Regions from separate parts of the Gossypium hirsutum genome. Here region 1 is linked to region 2. Evidence: chromatin contacts called from public Hi-C data. All regions are on one chromosome and are shown on one strand. Each heading gives the region's core, a stretch centred on a gene start, on an enhancer-like site or on the middle of the called end of the contact. The rest is flanking DNA. Distances are from core to core; before and after follow the strand shown.

Evidence for each region. Hi-C and Micro-C count contacts between places; a contact is called where the count stands out from the background.
Region 1: a contact with region 2 is called in a Hi-C map of leaf, with 2.8 times the contacts expected there. The contact joins two enhancer-like sites. A contact is called at or near these places in 8 of 34 Hi-C or Micro-C datasets (fibers, leaf and seedling).

What each region holds. Positions count from the first base shown.
Region 1 is chrD13:43,202,036-43,204,770 of Gossypium_hirsutum_v2.1, forward strand. No RefSeq gene overlaps it. Among protein-coding and RNA genes, the nearest start is that of LOC107948807, 6.6 kb to the left of the region's middle. Within about 2 kb of position 1,301, at least 8 of the 9 cell types and tissues checked have an H3K27ac peak or open chromatin away from gene starts, as enhancers often do.
Region 2 is chrD13:42,839,024-42,841,723 of Gossypium_hirsutum_v2.1, forward strand. No RefSeq gene overlaps it. Among protein-coding and RNA genes, the nearest start is that of LOC107918689, 13 kb to the left of the region's middle. Within about 2 kb of position 1,383, at least 1 of the 9 cell types and tissues checked has an H3K27ac peak or open chromatin away from gene starts, as enhancers often do.

The DNA of each region.
Region 1 (2,735 bases), core at 51-2,550, 360 kb after region 2:
TCTATTCTCTCAAACAAATATCCCCTATGCCAAATGAAGGGAGGCCCTCTAAACCCTAAATCATGAAGCTCAGCTGAATCAACAAAGTCACCAAAATATGGGCATCTCTTGCCCCTAGAGAGGCCCCCAAATTTCTCAGAAGAGGAGAGGATTGCGTTGAAATCACCAATAGCAATCCAAAGGATCTGACCAAGCAGATTTGTAGACCTCAAATCATTCCAAAAAAATTAGCGCACTTGCCTATTGGGACTACCATAAACAAAAGAGATGAAAATAGGATGTGACGAGGGCATTTGCCAAACCTGAGTCAAAATGAATTGCGGATGGCTACAGACCACCTCAAGGCGAACGGAATCTTTCCATCCTAGCCAAATACCCCTAAAAAAGCCAATCACCTTCACACTGTAAGAATACTGGAAACCCAACTTAGCAATAATGTTGTTAGCCTTGGCCCCACTTACTCTCGGTTCGAGCAAACTAACAATATCAGGTTTGTACTCCATATTGTATTCCCGAAAAATTCTAGGGAATTTAACATTTGCACAGCTCTGGTAATTCCACGAAAAGATAGTAATATTTATTAAATAAAATTTAAAAATAGAATATCATACCTAGCTTTCGAGGCAAATATTGCCTTCTGAATTTGAACCTACTCCATCTAGCTGGCATTCAAATTCTTGCTGAGAATTTGAGGAGATAAGAGCTCCACCATCGCCTCCATAGACTCAACTAAAGGAATACGCGTGTTCACAGAAGGTTTAAAATGATTCCCTCGACCCCGTAAAGCAAAAGAGGTCTTTCGATTACTTCAACTACCACTGTCTCTAGCACTGCTTATTCGATCTCTAGGATTAGTTAAATTCGAACCCAAAGCCGAATCCAGGACCTCTACTGATTGTGAACCTGATTTAACCTGTTGATTAGATTGAACATTTTTTTAAAAGTAACTATTGAATACTTACCTAGATCAAGTGTGTTATCAGATATAGGAACAATGAATCCTTCAGATTCATCAAACACGAGATTGTAATGTGCTTTAATTTTTTCCAAATCTTCAACTTCAATATTAGCCTGGTTTCTAGAATCCAAATTGCCTTGACCGCTTGTGTCATCAATTGGAGTATTATTTTGTAAACATGCATTCTTCGAATCTGCAGAAGCAGAAGAGGAAAAAATAGAAGCAGGTAATTTAGCCATAGAGCCCCCATTATTATTAATAAAACCACCCAACCCCGTAGGCCTTTTCCCCAAAAATTTATCCAAAAAATCTTTGAAATTTTGGCCCAAGCTTTCCAGAGCAACACTGTCCAAATTATCATTCATAACTGTCCCCCTAAATAAGCCCAACCCCACGTTACCCTCATGATTTGCATCAACTAAAAACCCCTAACACCTTTTTTATTAACCCTAGTTTTAAAACTCATTGAATTAGCAGCCACCTCCACATTAGCTTTTTCCCCTACAATTTCTCCAGCAGACAGCCCCGCATTATCACTTAAATCCTTATCCACCATCAACGCCAAAAATCTAGACCCTAATGGGTTTTTAGTTTGTTTCGCCAAACCTTTCCCAGAAATATTCCGCTTCACCCGCCATGATGATTTTCTTTCCACCAATATCCACAGCCTAAACTCCGGTTCCTTCTCTCTGCTTCTAGAACCATTGTTTCATCGTCCATGTTGCCCTCGTTAGGAAGGGCCACCCCGATCGACAATTCATCACGATACACCATCAGGTTTTTATCCGTCACAACCGATGGGCACATTCCTTTAACATGCCCATATTTACCACAAGCAAAACACACTGTCCAAAGAGCCTCATATTCGACACGTTGGACAGCACCGTCAACAATAACCTGCGAAATCAATGGCTTTTCCAGATTAATGTAAACAGCTAAATGAGTAAATCGGCTTCTAGTCTGATTATCAGTCTAGACATCAAGTTTGACCACCTTCCCAATGAGATCCCCAATGGCTTCAATTATTTTTCCGTTTATAAAGGTATCCCGGGAGACTCGGCAGATGAATCCAGGCTAGCACCACACTAGGGTAAGGTTGTGAAGGTCTAAAGTGTTTAGTCCATAGTTGAACAGTCAGGTACTGTCCATAGACGATCCAAGGGCCCTGCGTCAAAACTCTGTTGTAATCATCAACAGCCTAAAATTTAACCAAAAAATAGCCATTAGTAATGTCCATTAAACGAATAGGATTCACTGGTTTCCAAAGAAAAATAATGCGATTATGCAGGGCGTTGTAACCAATTTACGTCCTAGAAGTTTGACGATGATCGTCAATTCTATTTCTCTGAAGAGAATATCTTTAATACGATCCGAGAAGGCAATAGCAGGAACACCGTCAATGATGGTCGTATTCACATCTCCTTCTAGCAACTCAAAATCATTATCACTCCTCGCAGAAAGCACAGAACGATCCGAGTCAGAGACTACAGTATGTCCCCCAAGAGTTTGTCTTTCCATGACATAGTTAGTTGTGGATCAGGATCCACAGCCATAGAAGTATCTCCTTCAACGGAATTATCTTTAAACCTCACTTTTTTAATATTTCGATCACTATCAGGATGAGGATCACCATCCCCATCATTGCTAAAAATTTTTTAAATAAAATCCTTCCACCCAACAAACATTGGTGAGTTACGTTTATATTTGAATATTGTAATTCCACTCAAAACCCTAAAACATACACTTGTCAGGTTCTTATTTGCACGTGATAAAAATA
Region 2 (2,700 bases), core at 133-2,632:
GTAGTTTGTCAAAGGAAAACAATAGAATAATAAATCAATTAGAAAAATGAAGTATAATGAAATGTCTTATCCAAAATATTTATGTTTTATGTTTCCATAATATTTCTTATTCCATTTCTTTATGAAATTAAAGATGAATAAATCTTTATCAAATAGAATATAATCTAATTAGATTTAATTTTTTTTTTTGATAATTAGAAGTACATTTAAGAATATTAAAGATTAAACCCAAATTTTCATGTCACACAACACAAACATCTTTATTTATGTTTTATGTTTCCATAATATTTCTTCATTTCTTTATTAAATTAAAGCTGATGAAATCTTTATCAAATAGAATATAATCTAATTAAATTTAAATTTTTTTTGGTAATTAAAATTACAATTAAGGATATTATTTTCATGTCACACAACACAAACATCTTGACAGTAGATTGTTTTCTATTAGAGAATTCTATATAATAACAATGCAATTATTCTTCACTTTCCTTTTCAAGAAACATTTCTACTACAGAAGTTGATCTTTCTCAATCACTAGTTGACTAAATATCTTTATATTCTTTTATCATAGGACGAATAGCATTATGATGAAAGGCGTTCAATAGTAAATAATTTTTCTTGGCTATTAAAAATTTTCAAATAAGGAAGTTTTCTTTCAAAATTTTCAAATAAGGAAATTTTCATTCAATTATGGTAATATTTCTAACAATTTTAGCCTTTTTTTTAATAGGTATGTTTTTATCATTAATAGGTATGTTTTTGTCATTAACCTGTTTAGGTATCTCTCTAATAATCCTAAAAAAATAATATTGTATTGCCAAAGAATTGTTTGCATTTTAATTAAAAAGTAAGTTTTTTTTATCTTAGTTTGCCAAGAAAGCCAACCCTATACTATAAGCTATTTCCCTGAAGTAAACAGGGTATAACTTGTTATGCACCACCCCAAACTGTTGTCTTGGTAGCAGTCCTGCCAGGGTATAGCATGAAATGAACATAACCCACACACTGATACCATATGCTCTAGTCAATCCAAGTAAGTTCGCTATACCCATCACTATATTCAATGCCTCCATTGAAGTCATGTACTTCAAACCATCAAGAAACTTGTTTGCACTAGTTTTAACCTTGTTCGCAGCTCGGCCTGCTTCTTCCATGGCCTTTTCTTGAACGTTCTCCACTTGCTCTGATTTATTTGTCACTATATCAGCCCCCATCATCTTGGCCGTGTGTTTTGCTATTATCGCCGCCTCCTTGGCCTTATCAATGGACTCTTTCGCCCTTTTTTAACATCTTAGCCCTTTTGCAAAACTGCCCTTTTGCTTTGCCTAAAGCATCGCTAATAGCTCCCTTCGTATCTGCGACCTTGTCTCTGGTTCCGTGTGCAGTTTTGAAACCTTCTCTTTAACTTCCTGCGCGGTTTCCCAAGCCTTGTCTTTAACCTTCTCTTTGGCTTCATGTGCGGTCCCTGAAGTTGCTTGTTTAAGCTTGTTAGCTTCATGTGCGATGTCTGAGACCTTATCTTTGGTGTTACAAAGGGTAGTGGCGACCCTCGGAGTACATTTCTCGAAAGCATCCCGTATAAGTTCTCCAGGTGAATGTCGTCTGGAGCCAGCTTTTCTTTGTGAAATGCCATGTGCTAAAATTCAATACACTCATGAAAAACTGAGTAAACTTCCTCATCTATCTTCATGAAATCAGTTTACATGTATTTAATACAAACTAGTGAACAACCGTTACTAACAGCTTTGTAACTAACAATAACTATCAATAACTATCAGTAACTAATAACTAAACATGTATTTACTTCTAATATGCCCCATACTTATCTGGTTTCTTTCTCACCAAAACCCTCTAATTCATATCAACAACTCGAAGTTGACTTCGAAATCTAGTAAACACTGCTACTGACAGTGGTTTTGTTAGTATATCTGCAATCTGATTTGAACTAGGAACATGTCCTACTTGAAGCACCCCAGCTGTCACCTTTTCTCTGACAATGAACGCATCCAACTCAACATGCTTGAATTTGGAGTGCATAACAGGATTATCTGCTACTGCTACTGCAACAGAACTGTCGCACCTTATCAATCCCTTATTATTAACTGAAACACACAACTCAGTTAATAAGGATTGAATCCACACCATTTCTGTAGCTACATGAGCAACACTCCTATATTCTGCCTCAGCTGTGGATCTGGAGACCACTTGCTATTTATTTGAGCTCCAAGAAATTGGATTCCCTCCAAGAAACACACAAAACCCTGAGGTTGACCTGCGGTCATCAACATCGGACCCCCAGCTTGCGTCTGAATATCCCTCAAGTAAAAACTTTGAAGAGCGAGTGAATTTCAAGCCATAGGTTAGTGTCCCTTGTAAATACCTCAATATTATTTTGATGGCTTTGAAATGCAAGTCCAACGGCTTATGTAGAAACTGACACACCTTGTTGACAGAGTAAGCAATGTCAGGTCTGATGATCACCACGTACTGTAAGGCTCCAACAATACTTCTGTAATGATGCTCATCCTCAACAGGACTACCTACAGCAGCTGACAGATGACAAGTAGTAACCATTAGTGTTGGCAGGCTGTTCGACCTATCCATGGACGCTTTTTTGAAGCAAATCCTGAATGTACTTTTTCTGGGACAGAAACATGCCTTTTAAAGTGTAGTGAACTTCGATTCCAAGAAAATAACTCA